2 separate regions of the Zea mays genome follow, and region 1 is linked to region 2. A link is a contact called in public Hi-C data. All regions are on one chromosome and are shown on one strand. Each heading gives the region's core, a stretch centred on a gene start, on an enhancer-like site or on the middle of the called end of the contact. The rest is flanking DNA. Distances are from core to core; before and after follow the strand shown. Region 1 holds the start of LOC100283683. Region 2 holds the start of LOC100281623.

What was found. A called contact is a pair of places that touch in the nucleus more often than the background predicts.
Region 1: a Hi-C map of leaf mesophyll shows a contact between it and region 2, with 2.8 times the contacts expected there. The contact joins the promoter of LOC100283683 here to the promoter of LOC100281623 in region 2. A contact is called at or near these places in 5 of 25 Hi-C or Micro-C datasets (ear, endosperm, leaf and 2 more).

What each region holds. Positions count from the first base shown.
Region 1 is chr4:6,262,811-6,269,571 of Zm-B73-REFERENCE-NAM-5.0, forward strand. It overlaps LOC100283683, which reads left to right and starts at 3,218. Exons shown (of 12, transcript NM_001156584.2): 1 at 3,218-3,566; 2 at 4,896-4,957; 3 at 5,227-5,329. The coding sequence starts at 3,399. It overlaps LOC100272411 (Monosaccharide-sensing protein 2), which reads right to left and starts at 1,988. Exons shown (of 6, transcript NM_001352924.1): 1 at 1,811-1,988.
Region 2 is chr4:5,892,574-5,899,374 of Zm-B73-REFERENCE-NAM-5.0, forward strand. It overlaps LOC100281623, which reads left to right and starts at 2,175. Exons shown (of 2, transcript NM_001154542.2): 1 at 2,175-2,487; 2 at 2,594-2,934. The coding sequence starts at 2,236. The coding sequence ends at 2,683. LOC100273572 reads right to left here. Exons shown (of 4, transcript NM_001147990.1): 1 at 6,486-6,801; 2 at 5,454-5,856; 3 at 5,131-5,240; 4 at 3,785-4,220. The coding sequence ends at 4,194.

The sequences.
Region 1 (6,761 bases), core at 1,968-4,467, 370 kb after region 2:
GACCCACGTTTCAGACTCAGATGGACTTACAATTCATAGACACAGTGGCAAATATAACAATGAGGCAACGTTTTGAGTGGTAAAATACCAATTATTTCCCCCTTTTCCCCATTCTCAATCTATAGTCAGAGAATCTGCCCTGGTGAAACCAAACCCAAATATATAAGATACTCATGCAAGTTCACAAAACCCAAGTGCACACACAAACATGAATACACCAATCACCCTACACCTACATCATCATGCTGATCACCTCTAAAAGTCCCCACCAATTCCAAGCCACTACTGCCAAGTGCAACTGCAAAGTTTCCATGTTTACATTAGTTCTCTTGACTGACGGGTCCACGGAATTTAAAGAAAAATATGTTAAATTATCAGGAATACACGGCTCAGATACATGAGTTTTCTCCGTCTACTGTTGTCTAAACATATTATTATACAGCTGCTTGACAATTTAAACCCTAGAAATGAGGCAATCACGAGCATTTAGAAGCATGACTGATCCATTGCAGCTCTTTGTTTTTCTGTTTGTTTATCCCATTTGCAATATTTAGCTAACAAAGGGCAAAGTCACAACAGCTAAAATGGCCCCAACAATCAGTAAAAAATTGCTGATCCAACCAACCCTGCAGAGCATGCAACGCAAGATGTGTATTGAAGGATATGCATGGAGGGTATGCCATAAAAAAATCAAAGACAGCATGCACAGTACGGTACAGACATTAGGAGAAGTAATACTTTTTGGGTGTAAAACACAATACTTGTCAAAACATATTTGGAATGGGATCAACTTTGTCTATTTGTGAAAGTATCAAGTATGGAACACCTGTCAGAAGTCAAAACAAGATAAAAATAACCCCAGTGGAGAAGTGGAAAGATATGGCCTTCTAATAATAGGGGTTCGATTAAAAACACTCAGCAAATTAAGTAGCATTTGTAATTATCACGAGCAATGGTGAACCAACGAAAATCAATGTAGTCAGCTGTATTTCAAATATCAACCATCAGCATTGTCCACAAGAAATGCTCTTAATTATCTCCCATCTCTCTAAGAGAATATGTGTTTGATCTTTACGGAAATCGACTCAACTATATGACCCCACATTCAGACAGAATTTACAAACAAATGTAAAATCAAATATCCCGCCAAAAAAGTAGAAATAGAACTACTGGGGTACAGAAACATTTGAGAAACCCAATCCAAGTCATACAACGAATGTCGGCTGATTGGCCCATCTCACATCAAATACAGTTCTTCGTTTTTAACCTCGATCACCTGGCCTGAGGAATCACAAGTGGTTTCGCCATTTTCTTCCATCAAATGTCAGCCGAAGCACATGGCGCGGCATACAGAAATCCACAAGCGTGCAGTACAGGTAGGCATAGTGTGCACTGTGAACTGATTGTAGATGGGCACGTGCTGCTATAATTCCCGATTGCAAACACAAGGTTCATCCAGAAGCACGAACGGCCAACTAGTTTTACCAATATGGGCAGGGAGCCCCAAAAGCCAATCCATATCACGATACGCTGGGCTTCTTCCACTTCCTTATCTATATACTGTAGTACCATATCAGGATCTTACCAATCCCGTCCAGTATGACTATGATCTACAGCCACGCCCACCAAAATAGTGTCGGAAATACCCGTCGGCACAGACTATCACAAGCAGGCGTGGACAGGCAAGGATTCATCTCCGCCCGTGCTCCGACGCCGCAACAGCCACGGGAGATCAAGCGTTTCCTCAATCGACACTCCAAAATGAGTAAATGACGCGAGACAGGGGGGAATAACAGGGAGAAATCATCACCTGTGAGCGTGCGAGTTCACGGGAGGGAACCAGCTGGTGCGGGGGCGGACGGAGGAGAGGCGGGGCGGGTTTGGTCGCCGCCGGCAGCTTAGATGCGGAGGATACGCGACGGCGTCAGCGACAAGCGGCAGCGGCAGCAGGGACTAGGGAGACTGGAGACGATGATGATTAGTTGCACAGATTAGCAGAGATGGAGACACGGAGAGAGCGAGGGGAGAAGAGAAAACTGGGGTAGGGGGTAGATTTGCTGGACTGCGGCCCTGCCGTCCGTTGGTGGATCAACGGCGCTGAGTTCACCTACATGCGTTGGATCGGTGGCAGCTGGCTAGGAGTTGATCGAATGGGATTAAATAGGATTACATTACTTCTTTATTTAAAATTGAATGAATGGAAGAGGATTTAATCTCCGCTCAGGGCTAGCTTGGAAACTCTATTTTCGTAATAGCTTGTTTGGATATCGATATTAGAGTATAAAATTGGGAATTAGCTTTCCTAAATTCTATTATTTGATTACACACAAAATTGAGATTTGGAATTAGAGACTTAGTTCTCTGGAATTGGACTATAACTAGAAACTCCAGCTCTCAATACATAGTCTCACCCCTGCGTATTTGCGTGGAATTAAACGACACAATTCTAAACTCCAATTCATCAACATCCAAATTGTAATTACATCTCTTCAATACCATGGTTGATTGGTATTAAACACAATTCAATTCCATGTTCTCTAATATCGACATCCAAATGCATAATACCTCGTTTTGATGTAGATATTGGAACACAAAATTAGAAATTGGAATTAGCTTTCTAGAATTCTACTGTTTTGTTGCACATGGAATTGAGATTTTAAAACCAAAGACTCAATTCCTTAGAATTAGACTACAACTAGAAACTCTATATCGCAATATAAAACATCACCCCTTTGTATTGCGTGTAATTGGACCACATGATTTCAAACTCCAATTAAGTGACATTCAAACAATATAATTAGAATTACATTCCATTTCAATATTATGGCTGATTTGGTATTGAATCCAATCAAATTCTATGTAACATTCAAACGGAGCATAAAAGGATTTTATTTTCTCAATAAAAAATAAACTATTTTTTGGAAAAATATCAAGAGAAAATAAACTACTTTCCATTAAAAAATGGTCCATGTTTACCAAACACCGGTATCTCGGTCATCTGGCTCAAGTGCTGCGCCCACAGGAACGCACACTTTGCACTCTACCCCTCGAGTTTCTCCACAACCGCAACGAGCATCCACTCACCCATTGACACAACACACTCCGGGGACAGGGCACGGTTGGAGATCACGACAACATAAGGGTCCGAAACGAAAATCCCGCACGCCCGTGGAAATATCCACCCGCGGCCCGGGTCACCCCGCAAGGCCGCAACGCCTCCGCTTTCATTCTTCTCTTCCCCTCGGCTTCGAGGGTTATTTTTATTTCTTTCTTTCCTTTTTTCGTTTTTATTTTCTTTTTATTTTCTTTTTTCTTCCTTTTCTCGTTCCCCCGTTGGGGTTTTGAGCTCCGACGAACCCTAATAATCGCCGGGGACCGGCGGCCGATCGCCCGCCGGCATGCACCATCAGCAGCGGATGAAGCAGGCGGCGGCGGCCGCGGCCGCGGCGCAGCAGCAGCAGCTGATGCAGCAGGCACTGCTCCTGCAGCAGCAGCAGCAGTCGCAGGCGCAGCCGCCCTTGTTCCCCGGGCACCACCCGCACCCCGGCCTCCTCGCCGCACCACAGGTGGGGCAATTCTCTGTGATTCCTCTTTCTCGTCTCTCCGGTGACGGGTGACGGGTGACGGGCGTGGCTTTTGTGGAATCTACGATTGATGGGGTTACGATTTGGGGGTTTTCCGCGCTTAAGGCAGCCGGCGGGGTTCGGGAGCTTCGAATCGGGTTTGTGGATTTCCATCCGCAAGGGCTGTTTGGGGTTCCGAGGTTGCGGGTTTCCGCTGGAATTTTGGGATTTAGTAGCAGTGTTCTGCGGTCGGTTATGTCAATCGCATCGCCATTTGTCGCGATTCTCTGGGATCCTCGTTGTGGATGCGGCCATTTGTCACGATTCTGGGATCGTCGATGCGGGTCGTGCGTGTCAGAAAACAATTTAAATTTCTGCTTCGTTGGTAATTTTAAGATAATTTTGTATCACTATGTGCATGGGCCGAGTATTGTGATGCCCGAATCTTTTTGGTTTCACTTTTAGTTTATTGTTCTCCCCCAAAAAGATAATATGTATGTTCAGTGGTGCACACTTTCCCAGTTTTGGAGGTTTTGCTTTAGTATGGTCCGGATATTCATTATTTGGACTATGGCAGTGGTGTTTGAGGAGTCAGGATTGTCAGTTCCTTTTTCTTAGCAAAGGAGCCACTTTGAACTTTTGCAAACTGCAACATCGTCGGGCTACAAACTGAATGCGTGATTTCGGTAGAGCTTTATGGGATGCAGAAAGGGATTCCATTGCAAAACACATTGGGCGTTTCAATGTTAACAGTTTTGGTGCAAATTGTCCTAAGGTGAAAGTGGGTTCCTGGCAAGGCTGGGTAGGTTAGAAATCTGCCCCCCTATGTTTTATATACTTCTGCTCTATCAATCAATCATATCATAAAGAAGTGTACTTGTACGGTGAATTTGTGTTTCCTGTATCAGGGGTGCAAATGGTACGTATATTTTCTGAACATAGAATATGTTTAGAGGAGTTCAGATCCGTTCGTATTTGAGTCTGGATGTTTAACATCCGATACCGCATCCATATCAGAACAAATAAATCACATATTTATGATGTCGATATCCATTCGTATCCTATCCGACATAGCTAGTTGATACTATCCATATTCGAATCCGAATAGAAATCTGGAAACAAATGTAATATTAGTGATATCTGTTTGTGTCCGATCCATGTGCACCCTTATCTTTATGATTTCACTGGGTTATTTGTGGGTATAGTTTCACTTATTTGTTTGCCTGGCTCCAGTTTTCTTCATTTAAGACAAATGCGAACTGCGTTATGAAATCATAGATGTTATCTCTGTTCTTCATAGAACCTTTTGCTTACACTTGTATGTCTTTGCAGATAGAGCCCATAGTCAGTGGAAACCTGCCTCCTGGGTTTGATTCAAGTACATGCCGCAGCGTGTAAGTGTTGGAAGTTGTTCTTTCTCTGATCTTATACCCTAGGGACTGCTATAGTTCTAAATTCTTCTTTTAAGAACATCTACATAAAATATGGCTTTTCTGACCCCTTAATTTCTAAATGGTCGAAATGAAACAAGGCCTTTATGCAGAATGTTCTGTGTTCAATGTTATAGATCATATTGCCCCTGCATGCTGTAATTCTGCAAAATAATGTTGACTACCTTTTCTACATTTATCTTTTTTGTGCTCATCGATCACATTCTCAATAGGTATGTTGGCAATATCCATCTTCAAGTGACGGACACAGTACTGCAGGAAGTCTTCCAAAGCATTGGTCCAGTAGAAGGGTGCAAGCTCATCAGAAAAGAAAAGGTGGATCTTTCTTTATTTTAATTAAAAAATGACTATAGATAGCTTGTAACAGATAAATCCATACCCCACCTGTCCCCAACACCCACTCGCCCACTCACCTGTAAAATTGTGGCTGCCTTTTCAGATTGCTCTTCACATCTGATTTTTGGCTTTGCTTTCCCCGTATGTCTCAAGTCTAGTTACCATGAAAATACAGAGTTACAGACCATGTAACATGCTTTGCAGATTTTCATTTTCTTTGGCTCTTGTTTTGACGAATTAAATCCTTGATTATTTCTTTCAACACTTTTTGATAAGTTTTCTTTTATCTGATGCTTAATTGTATATTAGCTGTATTAAAACCACTGAGATACATAAAATATTTATTGTAGTCACTTGAAAATAATTATGAGTAGTACTAGAATGCTTCCTTATGGTGTATTTTTTGTTACTCAACTTATTTTGGCTGAGCAAACAAAATGAGTATAAGACAAGATTAGCGGGGAGAAGGGGGGATTGGGTTGATTATTGATACTCCTTTTTGAATTGTAAAATATTATGCTAAGTTTTTTTAGAACAAAAGTTTAATTTCAGCTGGCTGACTACAATCAGCAGTGTGCTAATCTTCTTCTACTGGAATGAAAGCACACATGCACTCTGCAGTGCAGCCTAACCTATTTATCTAGGTGGGCATAACAGTCTCATTGCTATTCATGTTAGCTTTTAAAAGTTTGATGAGTGCAATGTGGTAAATTGAGATGGCATCGGGGGGCTGAGCCATAAAGATAAGTGAAACTGCATTTCATGAAAAGGGCATAGTTAATGTGGTTTGACTTCTGGTGGAATGTAGACCAACTTATTGACATGTGCTTCCATCAAAAGCCAAAAGGGCATGAGTGCAGGAGGCTCCCACATGAGTGGGGTCTGGGGGGAGGGATAAACTCTGGCAAGCCTTCTAAATAAGTCTGGGGGGAGGGATAAACTACCAGCAAATGCGGAGAGGCTGCTTCAAATCCATGACATGGTGACATGTGCTTCCATACCTGTCTCTAAATTATTATGTTGTAATATCAGTTAAAACACATACGAGAATTTAAACATTTGTGGATAGAACTTATCCATCTGTAGTTGCTGTTTACTGTCTTTCAGAAACACCTTTCGACTAGCATATTATTTCCGGGATGTGGAAGCATAGTTAGAACTTAGAAGCTATTAGATGCAACGAACATTTTGAATGTGAGACATATTATTTTATTGGCTAAACTTTGAATGGATGAAAATGATTATGATTTTATATGGTTGTTCTAGTGCTGTCAATACTCACACTCTCTCATCAGTACCCCTTTATCTTAGGATTAGGATATCTTAATCTGGGATACTGCATTTTCATATGTATAATGTGTTAATTGTTAATGATTTATGTAGATTTTCTTATCCTTTATATATTAAATTG
Region 2 (6,801 bases), core at 925-3,424:
TAAGGGATGACTCTGAACAAAAACCACACCCAAAGATAAGAAAAAGAGATGCAAGGCCAAGGCTCTTACAATAACCAAGACTTAGGTTGATTCGTTGAAGTGAAGATGAATGTCAACACAAGAGACAATACTACAAGCATTCATTCATCATCAAGCTCTTCTCCCAATGAAGCTCATAATGAGCGCAAAATTATTCCATGACAGTGTATCAAAAGAAAGACACGAGGCAACGCAGTCTTCACCATGATAGGTTGAGGAATGGCTCTGAATGAAAGCCTTCATTGAATCAAACCCTTGGTGAATGCCTAATCATGGGACCACACCCTAAGGCCTTCACCGATCTCGTTGAAGGCTTGCTCAGAGATGACAAATCCCACACCCTAAGGGCCTTTGCCAAAGGCTTGCTAGGAGATGACAAGACAGACATGTCGTGGGCCTTCACCGATCTCGTCGAAGGCTTGACGAAGATGATAAGATTGTCGCACTAAGGGCCTTTATCGATCTTGTCAGAGACCACCATGTTGAGGACATCCGGTAGAGACAATGAACATTCAGAAGAGCCATGTCTTATGAGACTAAATGAAGGCTTAATGGCCTTTCACCTTGGCTTAATAAAGGTCCACGATCAAAGGTGGTTGGCGTGTAAAAGGCCCTTGATATCCTTGAGATGCTAAATCTTGTAAACTTGGATATTAAAGAATATGTCCTGATAGGTAAGAGCAAAGAAAATATGCACAAAATTGTAATTGTGTTGTATAAAAAGAATGTTGATCAATAGTAAAGAACGATGATTCTAGCTCAAAACATTATACATTGTTGCCTTGATAATTATGCTCCTCTCTTCGCTCAGTTTGTACCCATTCACCAACAACAACATTAGGTTTTAGAGGCAGGGAAATATGATAAATGAAGGTCAATTAATCCATACAATCCAAAGAAAAAATGTTTAATTGAATGGGGATCCAAAGGCTTTGCCGACTCCAATTGAGCATGTGTCCATATTATGGCTTTGCTTTGGTGTGGAAGACATTTGAAATTCAAATCCTCATTCTAGATTAGCTCTTGCATACGGTCATGGATGCGTAAAATACACAACAAAAGCACTCTATTCACTAATCCAGTAGGTTGCACATGCATTTGCGCAAAAGCACGACCTCGCTCGAAGTCGTGCATATCCGTGGGTTCTCCCCTTTGAGCATCCTTTTGTTCATATAACCATCAAGTTCTCTTTCCTCTCTTCCCACATCACTGCTCCTCCTCTTTCGCTTCCTTCCCCCAGCTCACTGTGTCGCCTGCGATCTGGAGGGCCATTTCGCTTCGCCTAGAAGCCACTGCTATCTCTCTACAGGATTGCTTCCTCCTTGAAGTCGCGGATCGGCCATCCTCGCACCACCTCTCCCTCCTCGTCACTGCTTGCTCCTACACGTTGTCGCTCCCTCGCTCGAGTACCGCTTCCCTTCCACGGCACTGCTTCCTCCTCAAGTGCTAGGTCCCTCCTCGCCGACACCCCTTTGTCCTCCACTGCATTCCCTCCGCACTCCACTTGTCGCTCCCTCGTCCAACCAACTGCTCCCCTCTCCATACTGCTTGCCCCTTCGAGCCAACGTTATCGTATGCATCACCACTCCCAACTTCTCGACGAAGATCCCTTGTCACACCGCTTTCCTTATTACCTCCACACCGAAATGGAATCCGCGGTAACCAAACGGGGCCTTAAAATACACAGTAGATCCAGAGTGAAGTTTAAAATATAGGATGAGGTAGAGAATACGATAAGAGATCTCTGCTGAGATGAACTACTCTATCTTCCGGTCACGAATTTGCTGGCGGAGACGTTCCTCTATTGATCACTCGCGTCACCTCGTGCACCCAACGACCGGGGTAACGTCAGGTCAGACCAGTGACTCACTCGTCAGTGGGGGCCACCCAAACACCCCTCCATCATTCTCCCAATCAGCCATGGCGACGCGCCGCCAACCGCATCTGTAATTTTGGAACCGCCGCCTGCGCGGGCCCCACCAACCCCGCACCGACGCCGACGCGGGTCCTCGCCGTCCGATCCGCGAGCGCCCCGAGACCGACGGCCGCGATGCGGGTGCGCCCGCCCCGGTGGTCGCGCGGCGTGCCGCTATTAATAGCGACGCCTGCCTCCGGCGACCCAAGGTGGCACTGCAAGCGCAAAGCAGCTTCCTTTCGCCTGCTGGACTAGTCGAGCGGCGAGCGAGGAGGCGGAGGATGGGCCGCGGCCGGGGCGTGAGCTACGGGGGCGGGCAGAGCTCGCTGAGCTACCTCTTCGGCGGCGGCGGCGGCGACGAGGCCGCCGCGGCGCCCGCCAAGCCGGCTGCGGCGGCGCCTGCGCCTGCGCCGGTGCCGGCGGCAGCAGACGGCGAGAAGCTCAAGGGGATCCCGGCCGGCGTCCGCGGCAACCAGAGCCAGACCAACAACTACTTCCGGGCGCAGGGGCAGAACTGCGGCAACTTCCTCACGGTAAGCCAGCCAGACAGCCAGTCGCCGGCCACCTATTCTTCCTCTTCCCCTTTTGTCTCTGCGCTCCTGACATCGTTGCCTTCCTCTGCCACGGCGTGGCCCACAGGACCGCCCGTCGACCAAGGTGCACGCCGCGCCGGGCGGCGGCTCGTCGCTCGGCTACCTCTTCGGCGGCGGACCTCCCGGGAGCAAGTGATGTGATGGGCACCTTCTCCGCCCAGACTTTTCGGAGCACCGCCTGCTTGGGAAGCTTGATTTTTACTAAGTCCATCGTGACCTGCTGGATGTGAAGTTAATTTCCATGAAGAAATGTATGTTCATGTGTACCTCTGTAATCTAGAAATGTTTATGTGTATCTCTGCAATTTCGTTGGGGTCGGTCGTCTCATCAGTGCCTGTATGTGTGTGTGTCATCAACTGACTTTGTCCTGCATGTTGTTCATCAGAAGTTGAGAACATGTGTTAAGTTGTTCACATGCTAATAATGGTCCAGATTCTGTTTACGCTTGAAATTCAGCACGTGTGTCCACTACAAATTCAGGTTTACGCTTGAATACTAGGTGCAGAACATCTCATTTGACCATCTCAGGTTCCAAAATTTCTCATATCCTGCGCCTACTCTCTTGTGAAATAAGATGCCACACCACCTCTGTAAGCAGAATTCTGTGGCCTAAACCACCTCACTACTGCAGAGTCCAAGTTTAGCACAACTTGACCTCGAGATTTAGGGCCTGTTTGACATGATTCTAGAGCAAAACTTCAAGAAGAAGCTGGTCAGGGCATATCAAACACTCTAACTCTAGAGTTGTAAACTCTATGGAGTCTCTTTTACTGCTCCGAAAACTCCAAAAGAACCTAGTCATGGAGTTTTGAGTTATTTACCCGTGACTGCCACCGATTATGAGATACAGTCTAAGTTCTAGAACAGAGCTACTCCACCCAGAGTTTTAGAGTAGAGCTGCTCTGAGGTGGAGCATAGCAATGCCAAACACGCCCTTAATTTTGCTTGATAAAAACACTTCATGCCGGGATCAAAACGATCTTTTTGGTTCAGAGAAGTATGGAGTAACTGGACTGAATTTGCTTACAAGTCTTCAACACCACATGGATAGGATAGGAGGAACCGTGGAAGCAGCCAAAAAAATGAGTCCCCTGAACCTCAAAAAATGGGGTCCCCTGAGTCTCAAGAGTGGCATTAAGTGTAATAAATAACTCTTCATATGTGTCCATGAGTCACAATTAGCGACACCACAGAAGCAAATGTTGGCATGATAAACACCACTACTATGACAGCATTTCAGTCTCTGAAGCCAAATAGTTGTCATTGCAAGAACTTCCAGAACCACGGGACTCCATATGATTATTATATGAGCCTAGGTCTTTAATTTACAGGCTTCCGATGAATCTATCACCGGACAACCAATGCACCTCTAAGCCTCGACAAGGCAGAGGCAGAGGCGCAGACAGGCAGAGGGGGGGCAACCTTCCCCTGCCGACTATTTGTAACAAATCGGAAAAGAATGTTTATGTGCACCGTTCCAGCATTTGGAGAGCACTCGTATGGCCAAGAGGGACCCACACTACCAGTCCAATATTTACAGGGCGTATTTACAGAGAACTTGCTGGGCTAGACCATCTGTATTTTCAGAATGTCATATGAGAAGGTTTGTTAATCCATGGGCCATGGTGTAGAGTCCAGCCAGAGGATTATGTTGTCTCGTCAAACTCCATCTTCTGCATTGAATTACAAAGTGGGAGGTCAATTTATGTGTCCATCAGAGAAAATAACATTTCATGAAGAAGGAGATCACAATTGCCATCAGCTGTTATGCATTTATATATTAGAGACTATTAATTCTTGATGAAACTTGAGACAACACAGGCCCAGCTTACAAGTGACAAGAATCAGACACAACAATCAGTGAGCATCAAACTATTACTAATACTTCTTTAGTTTTTAATTGGGACTCAAAATAAAATTATACGCAAGCAAATCCTTAATGCAGACAGTCCAGGTTACTTCTGCTGTATTTCAGCCTACTTCTATAACGCAGGCAGTACAGATTTCTTGTGAATTATTTCAGTTCAGCCTACTTTTACATAATTCCAATTTGGCCGGGACTGAAAGACCGCCCTCCTGGTATTATATTAAAAAGAGACTGAAACATATGGTCCCAGCCAAGAAAATCCTCAAACCTGACCCCCCCCCCACACACACACCACCACTAGTGTGCCGTCACCGCCCACTCTGCAACGGCCCAACCGGAGGGTGGTGCGCAGGACGTAACCGCTGGAGCGGGCGGGACACAACGATGGGATTTTTTTAACCAGGGCCCGAAATTCGCTCCCAAGGAGGATCGAACCTAGGACCTGGAGGTGATTTAACCATTACGCTAGAGGCTCTTTCACACTTCTACATAATTCCAATAACACAACATTCAAACTAAAGTTTTATCACTTGTTTTATATAGCATGCATGCAAACAAGTTGGAATGCAGATATGGGCGACGACTTCAGTTCCTGTAAGTAAATTCAGATTACTGGCTTCATCGTAGAACAGGTGACATAAATTTTGTGTCGGGCTTCACATATGTGTGACAGCAATAATAAATTATAAGGGTAAGCAAAGAGATAAACAAATTACCTTTCCACAGACAGGGCATGCCTCACTTCTTTCCATCCACTCATAAATACAGCCAAGGTGGAAATGGTGTGAGCACTGCATTACTATCCTAGGATTCTCAGAATCATAATCTGCAATTTAGTTACATTAATATATAACAATAGTGAGAATGTGATTATAAAGTATCAACAGAAAAAATGTAATGCTCATAGTTTTGAACACCTTTCGTTCAATTCGCATGTACCAAAGTCTTATGTAATGGAAATTTTACTGTAGCGTTTTGAAAAATATCAGAGCATCTTTCCAATACACTTAAGAGAAAAAAATGATTATTGCGATAATACCTTCAAGACAAGTTGGACAGACATCTTCATCTTCAGCAGATGGGGAAAAATAGCTGAAGTAATTTCCATGTTCCCTTGGTGGCACCTTATCACCATAAGTAGAGCTGCAGATTTTCATTTTTGTGTTGTAGTTTGTTTTACTTGCCTTCTGTATTATACTTGGTGTTTCCATTTCTTCATCATCCTCATTTGCTCTAAGTGGTTCCGATTCCTCTGGGGAATGGCTTGGGTTCTCACTCCTTAACCAGTCACGAGCAGGAGGGGAAAATCGTGGATCATCATAGGGCAGAGGTCTTGGGGGCGAACGATATGTATCGAAGGAGCTTTCAGTTGAATCAACAGGAGTGGCTTCAATAGCGGGGGAAACAGAATGCACTGCTCCAGCTCGGAACAAAACAGTATACTAAAAACAAAAGAGAAGATTAATATGCAACCATTTCCATCTGTATTGTCTCAAATTAAATCAGCTATTAATTCATAACCACAGTTTATATCAGTATATAATTAAATGGAACGTTTTCTCTTTGTATGAGTTCCCAACGTTGTTATCAGCCAGCCAAACAGACCTACATCCTTGACAAAAGGAGTTGTTACTAGACATCAATGCAATTTTATTTTAAAAAAAAAGAGTACCCAACAGTATGTAGCGGGATATGACAACTAATTTTGGCCTAGTCCTAAAACAACAAGTACAATGTTACCAATGAGAACAGTAGCTACATACACTGTTAAGTATACGCTCATGAATAACTTTCAATAATTTTTGCGTACCTGATCAAAATCGCATTGCATCGTTTCATTTCGAATTATTTACACAAGACAACATCGCATATTTAAGTTTAACAAAAACAGTTAATAAAGTTCGCTGCTTGCAATGTGCAGTGATGGCAAACCTTGTTCCAATGCTAAATTGAATTAAGAGAGTGCCTGCTATATTTTCTTACCCCAACTCGCGTGCTCACCAGTCACCACTAGCTAGAAAAAAAAATCCAATCAATAAAGAATCAAGCATCCATGATAAGGAGAACATACCGCATTGATCAGCTGCTGGGTAAAGCATCTGAGGCACATGCAGTTCCTAAACGCTGAAGAAGTTTGGTTTCCATGGTGGTCCGAATAATCAGGTTGCAGACATGAACAGAAAGCTCCCATAATCCAAGAGACCTCAGAAAGGCGTTCCTTGAACCAGAACTGTATAGTCAGCAAGCCTGACAAGATAGCAAATGCCCAAAGAATGTGAACTGATGCAGATGCTGTGCAATACAAGCAAGCACCCCCCTCTCCAAAATCCCAAATGGGTTCAATGCAGATGGAGGTCGAAGTCGAGATTGAAGCAACTGCTCCGTCT